Regions from separate parts of the Mus musculus genome. Here region 1 is linked to region 2. The links are chromatin contacts, called in public Hi-C maps. All regions are on one chromosome and are shown on one strand. The core of a region is the stretch at or near the end of the contact, and the rest is flanking DNA. Distances in the headings are between cores, read along the strand shown.

Region 1 (6,466 bases), core at 502-3,001, 250 kb after region 2:
CAACTATAGATAGTCCTCATAATAATCACATGAAAACAACTCTGTGAACCAAATATCACATAATATGTATTATGACTAACTGGCACAACTATAAATAAATTACTTTGCTTACCCTTTCTTGAATAGTAACTGAGTAAATCACTTGTCTGTACACTACCCTTAGCATTTCTTGAATAAAGCATTTCTGTAAGGATATATGTGGAGATTTTCATTAACAATTGATATACAGCTCATATGAAATACAACACATGAAGACATTTGAATGCCCAGCACCTTCTCTAAGTGAGGAAAGCTTCCACAGTACTTTCATTGGTCCTGTGGGCTGAATCACTAGATTTGCTCTGAAAATCTATTATTGATTCATGTTTTCTTTCAACAACTTTTTATTAAGTATAGTTTATGCTGAGTAGCAATGATGAAAATATTTCCATGGTCTGTTCATGTCAAAAGCACAGTAGCAATCATGTTAGCTCAGTGACTGGGATATTTCACAGTCAGCTACCTGGGTATTCCCAAGTGCATGATTAAAACATTAGAAAAAGGAAATAAAACAAATAAAGCTGTTAGCATACCATATTAAGGAAATCACAGATAGTTCAAGTATATGCTTATAATTTGATTTTGTTATGATTCCTTATGCCATCATGTGTGTTAAGTCCTAACTCTTTTCTCTACTGTTAGTCTTCAATTCTCTCCTTGCCTTCCTCCTGTAAGAAAGCCGTGATAGGGATTGAGCAGTGATGGCAAATGAAAGGGTGTGTGTGTGAGGATGAAATAATCTCACACAATATTTCCTCTTTGAGTGCTAAATGTCTTTAATTGAATCCATTCTTATGTACTGAAAGTTCCCTGAGATGAACAAAAGTAGTTATCTCTCAAATCTGAAGCCCTTTTGATACTGAACATTTCTCTAACTGGGCAAGCATTTAGGAAACACAAAGCAGAGGGTGAAGAATCAATGCAAAGACATTAAAAGGCACTACTCAATGCATGTAAGAGATAGACATCAATGCATGCAAAAGTGAATGGCTAAGCTGTGCTTGCTGTGGCCAAAATGTTGTTTAAACACATCTTTTTTTCCCTTCTTAAAATTTCAGTCAAGATGGTATGCTGCTGCTTTCAGATACATACTTTGAATGAGTGCCAAGATAGAATTTACTTGCCAGAATTTACTTGCAACCTCTGGATTTCTAAGGAATTCATGTTAGCTGTTGGTGGGAACACAGATCTGCATAGAGTTCAAAATAAGTTTTATATATTATCCAATGATCACACATCCAGTGTATTAGACTTTCAATTTAACATCTACATAACACATATTTAACACTTTTTATTAAATGTATTGAATTGCGAAATAAAAATGAAATTTAATGATAAAGGTATATACTGGTTATGAAATGCCCATATCCATTCTCTTTTCCTTTCTGATAGATACATGGATTCTCAGAAACTGTTATTTTTATCCTGAGATTCTATCACTGTTTTAAAAAACACTGCAGCTAATATTAAAAATTTGGTAACTGTACTACATGACTATCCTTGTCCAGAATATGAATACATATATAATATATATGTATACCTTTGCTGTGCTCTTCATTCATTTTAGATTGCCTGACTTAGAAAAACAAAACATACACATTTTTCATGCCATTTCTGCTTTCTTCTGATTGCCTTCCCCAAGAAACAGGAAGTCATGTTAAATTGCTGCAGGCAAAAGCAGAAGTAAGAATATAGTTCTGCTTTCAAAAGAAACAGAAAGCCTGGCCACCAGTCAATTCAGTCACGTATGTAAGTCAGTAAGTCACTCTATGAGTAAGTTCATGTTGTTTTAAAAAATGCAGTCATAATGGAACTGTACTTAACTACAGAAAAATCCTTGTTAACTGAATTCATTTGACGTATTGTTGATGTGTTATTGTTAAACTGCTTTGAATTAATTACCTGTTATGAAAACAACACTCAGTTAATCATCTTATTTTGTGGAGAGAAATTTTAAAATAATAGTAAGTGCTTCATATTGATCTCTGCACCTGAATAGCCAAGAAGATTTTACTGAATGAGAAGTCTCATTTCAGCTACTTCAATCCAACAATCTACCTGGCCATGGATTTCCACAAAATTATGATGAAATGTCAAAGAAGTAAATTAAAAGTAATGTTTGAACTTGAAATTTTTAACTGTGTAGAGCTGAGTTTCCTATTAACTTCATATAAATGTGTTCATGTTAATAATATATTCTCTTTATAACAGGAGAGTGGCTTACTGTGTAGGAACATGATATAATCTTTGGTACCAAGAGTGAAACTTTTCTGCTATTTTTACCATTTTTCAAATATCACTCCTTCATAATAGTCTACTAATATCGAGTGGTATAGTTTGGCTGGTACCCACTACACCATTGATCTATAATCCAGAGATTTAGAGTTGTGCAAAGTAAAACAAACAAACAAACGAACAAGCATAAGTTTGGTGTGACTGTTGTTTAAAAATATATAAGGACTTTAGAAAGGACTGTTTGATGTTCGTTTTTCTCATTCACATGTGTTTCCCATTTCTGTATCTCAAATGAATTTCTAAGCACCCAAACCCAAACCAAAATAAATGTCAGAAGACAAACAAGAAATATAAGCAAAACGTAAACATGACCATTCTCAGTGTCCTGACTGAAAGCGTTTCCTCAAGTTGCTTCATGTCATGGATTTCACTGCTTGAACTCTCTCCTTCTTCATTTCTACTAAGGATGTTTTCAAGTCCCAAGGGCTGAGCTGTGCTCCTGGGTTCCTCTTCCAGTGTGCTTGGCATTACAGTGGCTGCCCCACAGTGATGAACATGTTTGCTTTGCTAACTGATGTTGAGTGCACTGTTGAATCTTGTAAACACTACTGATAATACATTCAAACTGTATTCTTCATGGAAGTGGCACTTACTAGGACCCTTGAAGTCAGAATATGTTGTAGTCAGAGCACTTTGCAGGTTTTTCATCAGCTGGTGGTGAATTCACACAGACTTCCATTTCAGCTACTCAGTCAAGTGGTGGATGCTGAATCCCAGCCTTATTTTGGATCCTGATTCTAAATCTCCAGAAGCATCTTAAAAAAACAAAGTCTGTGTTCAGTTTTTATCCTCCAAAGTGTGCCTTATTGCTTCATGCACTTTCCTGTGGTCAGTTTTAGAGCTCCTCTATTGTGTAGCACATTCAATGTTTTAAATTCTAATGGCATCCTGTGAGGACTGGCGTTGGAAAAGTATCTATATTTTAAGTCATCATAGTAATGATATTTGACAGCTTTTCCATTCAGATCCTTGGGAAATGGCCAGAATCCATAAAGGTGAATTTCATCACAGAATCTGGTGGCAAGTGTATACATGAGGAGACCTGTGCTAGGTCTTTTGATAGGAACTTTGTTAGTCAGCCAGTATCTAGAAGAAACAAAAACAAAAGTAAAACAGAGAAAATTCATAGTAATATACAAGAGCACATTCTATAAAAGTCATATCATGTAGCAAACACAATGTATAAATATGAATAAACTTTTCAGTGGTTACTGAAAAGTAGCATATATGTAGATAGAAAATTTTATACTTCTGCATTATCTTTTATCTCCTTATATATTTGTCATTCCATAAAAACAGCTAAGGGACATGAAAGCATAGGTTAATTCTATTCTAGAATATGCAATTCCAAATTAATCAGAAATAAACTTGTATCTAACATTCTGAGTAGAATATTTACATAATGATGTAAATGTCATTGAAAATCACAACATCAATGACTCCAGATTTGATCGTCAGATGTCACATGACAGCCTTGGCATGGTATGCAGAGGGAGGTGGATTCTTGAGTCTCATTGATCATTTTTTCTATGGTAGCAGCATCCAGCATTGACCTCCACCCTCAAGCTTACACAAAACCATTCTCAAAGACCCAAAAAGAGCCAAATGAATGCTTAACTCAAATTATGTCAACTGACCTTTTCAACTCCAATCATAAAACCATATTTTAATAGAGAAAATTTAAAGCATTATATCAACAAAACAAAAACACTAAGACAAATAAAATCTATTTTTATAATAAATTAATAGAGTTCACTATATATTATTTGATATTTTAAAATTCTTTATTGGTAAAATGTTCCCTGGTAATTTAATACATGTATGCTGCTTTCTGTTTTCTCTTACCCCACCCTCTTTTCTTCATCCCTCCTATGCCATCTTAGTCCTCCATTCAGGTCCTTTGCCCACATTCCTGTCCTTTTGTTTATTTTGTGACCCATTATTTATTAACCAGAACCTTCTGTGAGACCATGAATTTCAGCTTAAGTATGTAAGATGTATCCCCATGGTGAAATGTATTTCATAATATTAACTTGTAACAACAATAAAATACTTCAAAATTCTCAGATCCATCTTACTTGCCAAATTTTGCTGGCCTGAATATTATACAAACCCACAGATAATAATCACCTTTAGAGGAAAGGGGATCTCCAGCACTTTTGGGCACATCATTTCCTTAAGGAAAATGATGTCATGTGAAAACAACTAAAAGAGGAAGAGTGCGAATTTCCTGTGACTATAAATGTGTCTTGATCAAATACAGAACACTTAATAAATTACATTTTTTAAATTTTTATTATTGCTTTTGCTATAATTTCAAAAGTTTAGAAATATGTCCTGCCTTCCAAATATGAAGAGGCAGTTCCCATTGTTTCTTTTAATGTGTTACTTTATATTTTATTATGATTTTCTAGTTTTCTTTTTTAAAGTTTTTATTTAATTTAAAATAATATGAGCTTATTTTTGCTTGTATGTATGTCTAGATGCTAATCCTCTGCCAGATATGTAAGTGATAATAATTTTTCCCATTTAGTCAACTGATGGTGTCCAGAAATAATAGAACAGAAAAGGTAAAAGTATATATGGAAAGCCAGTTGAGGAAATATGGGATGGATAAACTAAAGCTAAAAGCTTATTTAAATGATAAAATCTAAAGTTATACAAGACTGCCAAGCTACATGCATAAAGCACATAAAAATAGCTAACATAAATCATTTTATAGTGTGGTGGCATCAACCCCCAACTAGACACAACAAGGCTAAGAAATACAATGACCAAGTGCAAAGAATGGGTTACATTTTGGAGTTGCTGGGCTACTGTGGTCTCATCAACCTCTCAACACTATAAGCTGTTGCCCTTGTTCTTGATTACCCACAAGAACTTTACAATAAAACACTATTTCTGTTGAAGAATTATATAGTGTGGAGCAATCAAGCTGGCACTATCTCAAAACTTAGCCCTACAGGCTAGCTTTCGTAGTGTTGAACTGAAAGGTAATCTTCATCCTACCAGAAGAGACTACTAGAATCATCTTACTAAACTGTAAGCCTTGTGAATTTACAGTAACTGCCTTTGGAAGACATGCCCAACAAGGCAATAATGACACAATTGTCATGGGATAAAATTTCATACATGGGGTCCAGAACACAAGACTAGACAAATGGGAGGCCCTATGAAGGAAATTACTATTATTCTTCTTCAATATAGAAATAGCATTTAACGATGAGGTGACAAAATAAGACATGCTTGGCAGCTGATAACACAAATTAGGCTCACATGTCTTTTTGTTTGTTTGTTTGTTTGTTTGGTTGGTTGGTTGGTTGGTTAGTTGGTTTTTAATAAGGACCAAGATTGTAGGGGTGTGAAATAAGGAGGTGGGACACAGGGGAATGGAGGAGAGTGGTTGAGTAGCCTCAAAATAAAAGGTATGACATTCTCAAGGTATCAGTCTATCTTTCATCTTTAAAATCAGGGCAAATGCTTATATGTACCTGCATGGTGAGAGTATAAAATTTGTCAGAAGATTCCTACCAACCAGTTGCCAAAATGACCTTCTGCATCTTTCAAAACAAATTTTCTTTCTTTTCCCATCACAAATGTTAGTATGGTGTCTGCCCCTTTAAGACAAGAGCCACCCCAGCTATACCAATCCAGAGACCCAAAGAATCAGTCAATTACCTCTAGCAGCTTTCACTTTGGGACAGAGAATGAATCTATGTTGTTTTGCATCCCCTAATTTATATTTATTCTCAATACATAGCTCCTCCATGCTTTTTGCCTTTGTGAAATATCTGTTCCTATCCTGAACATAAAATCTTATTTGTTCTAGCTTAAGTATTGTGGCTAAAAAGACATATATTTTAAATTGACCATTAGTTTAATTTTTTTTTAGTGTGCTTTTCTATATAAATATCAACTTTATCAAGCCTCTCAAACCCTTAGATACTTCTAGCAATCCTGGTAACAAAACTATTTAAATAAATAGTAACAAAAGTCTGTGTAATTAAAAAAAGTAGAATCTTAGATAAATACTTTTAGGAGGTACTGTAGACATCTGATGGCATGCTTGGTACTATATCTGCCAATCAAAATTACTGATTTGATACTTTGCCAGAAGCAAATTGTGATCCAA
Region 2 (6,800 bases), core at 238-2,737:
TCTGGCTGCTTCTGCTGACTCCTGTTAATTTGGTGAAGCCTTGCTTGTTTCTGCTGGACTGTGCCACTGCTATTGATCACTATTTGGTGTTTGCTGTTGAATTGGACTGCTGGTATCTGACAAGGAAGAGTAGAATCATCTCAAGGAACTACTTCTGAAACAAGTCCACAACAGCTTTTGCCTATGGACCTTCTTCCCCTACCTCTGGTCAGTGGTTTATAAGGGAGGTTGAAGTCTTTAAGAAACCTAAGTAGTGGGTTTTGAAAAAAATCTAAGCCTACACATGCTCATCATGGGAGAAACAAAACACACACACAGAAGGAATCCAGTGGTATCCATTTGTGGAGACCACTAACATAGACTGTCTGTCCACCAGAATTTATAACTTCCTTATCTGCAAAACAGACCAATCTTTCAACCAGTATTCCCCAAGTTATATCTCATTTAGGGCTTGGATTGAACACTAAGATTTATACATTTGAATTTAAGGGGATGATGATAGGTTTGGATGCATTTACAGAATGTAACACAATTCCCCAAACATGGTTTCTCTTTAACAAAACCAATATAAACAAAAGAAACAAATGACCTTTCCTCTTCAACAGTCAATAGTCCAAAGGAAAAACATGGGTTTGAAGTTCATTAAAAATTTAAATAATTATAAAAGGATGATTTTGCCTGGGGTACTAGAGGTAGCTATGCTGTCTTTCTATGGAACACTAAGTGACATTTTGGCTTAGTACAATGTTTAATTGTTAAATTGGATGCCTTATTCTGTCTCTCTCCTCTAATACTTAGTACTTTGTCATGAAACATTTGATACTTATTTTCCTGGTAATGTTGAACCAGCACTTAATTATTATCTCTTTCTGTCACACTCATTCCTCAGCACATGCCACCTATTTGGCTGGGTTCTAGTTGGGACCCTAGTGAATGCATATTTGCCACTTTTTCTATCCTCTAGGCTGCTGACACTGAGCTGTAAGGCCTATGCTTGAGTTTGAATAACTGAGTCTGATTTATGTTGATAGAAACTTGAGCCTCTTCCTTCATTCTCTTTGGAGTGTATACCATTAGACAATATCACTATGGTTTCTGTTTTCTCTGGAGGTGATCTCTGTTTTGGGGTTTAGAGTCTTGATGCTGTCCTGCTTTTTGTCTAGCAGAAATCAATATGCATAGGAATTTGCTTTATTTGTTTATTTGTCTTTGTCCCAGAGTTGTCATTAAAAGATTTTCTAAGTGCACTATTGACTGGAACCCTGCCTTAAGGTTATAATGTTGCACATTACTGAAAACAACCTAAGACTGTATTTTGCTCTGATACATTTCTTATTTTGAGAGAAGGAGGAAGTTCTCAGCTGTTCCTATCTCAGGGAATCAAAGATCAGTGAAGAGACAAGACCCACAAGTGTTGCACAACTAGCTCTATTAGCAAGTCTACCTCAGCCTCTATTACTGTCCTGTGAGTTCTATTTATATCTTCCAAATATCATGTGTCCTCCACAGGTCTTGCATCAGCATTTGTCTTACTTCAGTACTGGTCTTGCCCTACTTAGCATGTGCATCTGTCTCAGCTGACATCACTCTGCCAATCAGCCTGAGGCCAGAGAGGCAGCAAGAAACTACAGCACCCTACCACAAGTTTTTTGGTGTGTTTCTCTCTATGAAGTCCTGACAAATGCAGCTCAAATAGGGTAAAGCAGACCAATACCAGTGTGTCATTAGCAAAACAATACTTCAAGTGTCCTTTCATGTGTGTGTTTTAGCAGAACATCCTTTCTCCTGTGTTTGCTTTAGCTAAATGTCCCTTCAGGAGTCTGTCTTAGAAGTTCACCTGGGTACACTTCAGCTAAACATTCCTTCATGTGTTTGCTCCAGCAAAACACCATCTAAACAACTTTTTAAAAAGTACTCTTGAAGGAAAACCAAAGTGTGGATACTTTGCTCCTTCTTAGAATGGGGAACAAAATACCCTTGGAAGGAGTTACAGAGACAAAGTTTGGAGCTGAGATGGAAGGAAAGACCATCTAGAGCTACCCCACCCGGGGATCCATCCCATATACAACCACCAAACCCAGACACTATTGCATATTCCAGAAAGATTTTGCTGACAGGACCCTGACATAGTTCTCTCTTCTGAGTCTATGCCAATGCCTGGCAAATACAGAAGTGGATGCTCACAGTCATCTATTGGATGGAACACAGGACCCCTAAAGAAGGAGCTAGAGAAAGTATCCAAGGAGCTAAAGGAGTCTGCAACCCTATAGGAGGAACAACGATATGAACTAACCAGTACCCCCCAGAGCTGTGTCTCTAGTTGTATATGTAGCAGAGGATGGCCTAGTCGGCCATAAATGGGAGGAGAGGCCTTTGGTATTGTGAAGATCATATGCCCCAGTACAGGGGAATGCCAAGGCCAGGAAGCTGGAGTGGGTGGGCTGGGGAGTGGGGGGATGGGGAGGGTAGGTATAGGTAACTTTCAGGATAGCATTTGAAATGTAAATGAAGAAAATATCTAATTAAAAAAGTACTCTTAAGTTTCTATAACCCCTGTGACACTCTAGCACTCATCAATGAAATTTTAGATTACCTAATCCTTCTAGAAAACTCCCCTAATGTCCTCTAAGAAGGCCTGTGCTTTGCATAATACCCTAGTCTAAGGTCTTCCTTCAGCAATTTTTGGACCCTTACAATCTCATGTTCTCCCCGCACAATAGTGTCCTATTCTATTTAGATAGAGTTTAAGTTATATGCCTGTCATGTTTCCAATAGGGGTGCCCGTTCCTAGTTTCCTGTACTCACAACTCAAAAGACAGATCATAATGTCCCCAAGGCAAGTTCAATTGAGAAAAGAAATAGAAAAAAAAAAAAAAACTTCTATTCAAGAAAAGGGTACAATAAAAATTCATATATATAATGCATATAGCATATATAATACATATTTATACATATATATGTGTGTATGTATATATATGCATATACACATGTGTGTATATGTGTGTATGTACGTATATGTGTGAATGTATATATATAAACCTTGTATTTTTTCCAAAAATTAATACAATGAAATTTTTTTGTTATTTTTAAACTTAATCCTATAAAAATTTTCAATTTTGTGAATATTTGAAGATATGTTTTACAAAAATATATCATTTAAAGGTCTGGATGCATGCATACCTGTATAAAGCATATGGAATATTTTTTTACTTTTATTTTTTGCAGCCCAGTCCCCCTCCCGGTTCGCCCTCCCACAGTTCTTCATCCCATTCCTCCTACCCCTTGTTTCCAAGAGGGTGTCCTGCCCCTACCAGGCCTTCCCACTCCCTGAGGCCTATATTTTAATTTTAATTCGGTTTCCTATTGTACATCAAAAGTAATTCTCTGTCTACAGTCTAGTATCTATATATCTATTATATATGTGTATACATATACATATATACATACACATACACATACACATACACATACACATACACATACACATACACATACATATACATATACATATACAACAGATCTTACATTCTGCTAAGCATTGCTAGGCATCCCTACCCTAGTTCCAGAGTGAGCTCTTGAGTCATGCAATCTTTCATCCTTTTTAGCTTCAGTATTCCTTGCTTTATCCTTTGAGATGGTTACAGACCTAATGCCGCAGATTCTTGTACATTTTTACAACTGCTGTAGTTGTAATGGAAAACCTCGCAGTCTGTTTGGTACATGTTTGGTGAAGCACTGACATCTTACTGCTTTACAGTTCAGTCTGGGTATCTTCACACTGAGTGTACTTTTTATTGACTGGCATTTACACTGCCCACTTTCCCTCCCTCAGAGTATTGGCCATTGGCTGAGTCCATTAGAAGATATCATGGGGAGGAAACCAAACCCTTACCTTCATTTATTCCTTGATACTATCTGATTTTGCCTGGCCTTTTCCCAGTTTACCTTTCCTGTGAAGGCTGCAGTTTGCTATCCTCACAATGGTTTCTATTTAGAATACTGGCAGAGCTTTTATCTCTTAATCTTCTAGAGATCTGAATTATAGGATTATCTGGAAAAACAGATGTCAAGTTGTGGGCAGAAAGTACTTCTCTTACTAAAGTGGCATTTCCCCCATCTGTGCCTGTAGGCCCCTTCACACATCCAGAGTTTCCCAACAGTGCCAAGCTGGCTCCACCCAACATTCTGTCAGTTCTTTTTCAATGCTGCATTCACTCAGCATACCATGTGCTTCACATGGTACAGCAGGTAAAATGCTAATTCTGTTTTCCATTGTACATCAAAAGTAATTATCTTTCTACTGTCTAGTATCTGAATGTCCAACTTCATCTCTCTGCATTCTCCATTAAGACAGATCTGCAATTTGTTATCCATTATTTATAACAACTTCTTATAGGACTTACTAAATCAATCAAGGGGCAACTAAGTACAATAACAATACATTTGAGCTAACGTAAATCTCAAATAACTCATAAAATCTCCAGAATAACCAGAGGAAGAAATATTCCAAAGGAATCCTGCTTCCAAGCTTCTCATTTTACTTCTAGGTCATTGAAAACAGAAAACCAGAAACTGCAGCAAGCTGCTCAGAATGCAGATCTTTGAAATGATGTATGCTGGAAATTCACATCTCCTTGCCTAGAGGCTGCTTCATTTTGTTCTGGTCTACGATGAGACTGCTCTTGGCATTGGAAAGATATCCAAGGGCTACAATTTTTAACATTACTTAACCCTTTAATTTACACACACACAAGCACATGGGTTTGTGCACGCTATGGGTGCTAAACCAGGATAAAAGTGGGGGCTTCTGTACATGGATTTCTTGTTCTCCCACTTGTGCTGAAAAACACATGACAACTACAAAATAAGAGATTCCACACAGGGGACATTGTAGACATCTATCCTTCCCTCACCATGGGAACATTGTTAATATGTTAAAGCTCCACTAACATTACTTGGAAGAACTTGGATGATAATAACTATGGTATATTCTTGAATGTGATGATAATAAAGGATAAGAAAAATAGTTTTTTTGGAAAGTGTCTCTTTGAAGTAAAATCTCATCAAGTGATGACCTTCTATATCATTTTTTTAACTTGTAAAAAAAAGTCTAAGTTCAGTTCTTCTCAACTTAAAATATTCTCTATATTATCATAAATAGTTATTCAGAATCTTGGTAATTCTTTCTAGAATGAGGCATGCTTTGCATAAATGTAAGTAATTCTGCACTAGAATATTAAAAAGATTGCATAAAAATTTAAATTCTGGAAGAAAAGTTCCTTAGGGTATTCGGCAGCAGTTGAGTGTATTTGCCAGACTACTAAAGACTTTCTGGTGAAACAATACCACTTCATATGTATCCTTGGATGATAAATAACATCACTTAGTCTCAACACTTAGACATCAGTGCCACAGCAATTTTGTAGAAACCCTGCTGTGCCCATAAAGGCAAAAAGATTGAAAAGCAATGCAGCCACATGGAATGTGTGTGACAGCAACAGAACAGACAAGCACACATCCAAGTTCAGTGAGATGATTGCCAGTTATAACAAATGTTTTGAAATACCAAGTTTTTGTGTTAGCAAATCTCTGGTAGGAACAAAATAAACTGCTCTATACTGTATTCAAGACATGCTTCGCAAACCATGTATATAAAATGAGATATGTAGGGAAAGAGTTAGATATTTGAAAAATCAGTGGGGAAGCCTTCTCAGGGAATTGCTATCTCAGTGTTCCTCAGATGGGAGCCAATTTGAATTGCTAGAGAAACTTTGAACTCAGAGGTGTCATGGTGTCTTACACTACACTACTTACTAAAAACAAACCAGTACAAAGCTAGAATAGCATCATGGGCTGGGCTTGTACAGAACAATTAAGAACTGGCAAGAATCTTGGTCTCATTGTAACTGATATGAATGAGGGCCTATAGAAAATTTTTATGTAGTCTGTGATTCAATCTATTTGCATTTTAAAGGCCCTATTTGCTGTTATATTAGTATAGATGGTTGAGGAAAGTAGTTACGGGGCTTTCTAAAGAAATAGGCACAGTATAATTCTGGCAAGTAAAATGGGACCAGTGAATGAAACCTGATACAAGTTGACACAGGCAGCCAACAGGGCGAATTAACTGGATCAGGAACGCCAAAAGGGTAGGAACAAAAGCTGCCACATATGTTGTTTCAAGGACTGAATCCTTCATAATATTCTCAGTTGCAATAGTGAATATGACAAAACATCTAGGATATAATTTTTGGAATTTAAAGCCTTTCTTTTGCACATTTGCTGAAGGGAAATTTAGAATCTTGAAGTGGTTGTTGAGTAAGTCATTCATTATAGGTCAAGACCTCAGAGGTATTAAATGTTCATTTAAATGTCTGTCTGTCTATCTATCTATCCATCTATCTATCTAACATCTGTCTGTCAGTCGGTTTATCTATCTGCCCATTCATCCATGTATCTATCATCTCCTTATCTGTCTGTCTGTCTGTCTGTCTGTCAGGTGTGTGATGTATCGACTTTATCTATCTATCTATCTATCTATCTATCTATCTATAATCTATCTATCTATTCATCAATGCATCTTATCTATCATCTATCTATCTATCTATCTATCTATCTATCTATCTATCTATCTATCTATCATCTGTCTGTCCATCTAATTTATCTTTTTATTTATTATGTGTACAAGTGTTTTGCTTGTATGTATTCATGTGTACCACATCTGTGCCAGGTGTTTGTGGACATAAGAGAGGGCATTGGATCTCCTAGAGCTGTAATTACAGACAGTTGTAAGCCACCAT

Evidence for each region. Hi-C and Micro-C count contacts between places; a contact is called where the count stands out from the background.
Region 1: a contact with region 2 is called in a Hi-C map of bone marrow-derived macrophages, with 15 read pairs. The contact joins two enhancer-like sites. A contact is called at or near these places in 3 of 484 Hi-C or Micro-C datasets (bone marrow-derived macrophages and myocytes) and 3 of 115 datasets of contacts at active chromatin or transcription factors (the HPC-7 cell line, large pre-B cells and microglia).

The regions. Positions count from the first base shown.
Region 1 is chr1:95,588,545-95,595,010 of GRCm38.p6, forward strand. St8sia4 (ST8 alpha-N-acetyl-neuraminide alpha-2,8-sialyltransferase 4) reads right to left here. Exons shown (of 5, transcript NM_009183.2): 5 at 1-3,420. The coding sequence ends at 3,138. Among named protein-coding and RNA genes, the nearest start is that of St8sia4, 76 kb to the right of the region's middle. Within about 2 kb of position 1,752, at least 85 of the 459 cell types and tissues checked have an H3K27ac peak or open chromatin away from gene starts, as enhancers often do. A contact at or near this core is called in the HPC-7 cell line and bone marrow-derived macrophages, where this site is marked.
Region 2 is chr1:95,338,329-95,345,128 of GRCm38.p6, forward strand. No RefSeq gene overlaps it. Among named protein-coding and RNA genes, the nearest start is that of Fam174a, 28 kb to the left of the region's middle. Within about 2 kb of position 1,488, at least 24 of the 459 cell types and tissues checked have an H3K27ac peak or open chromatin away from gene starts, as enhancers often do. A contact at or near this core is called in the HPC-7 cell line and bone marrow-derived macrophages, where this site is marked.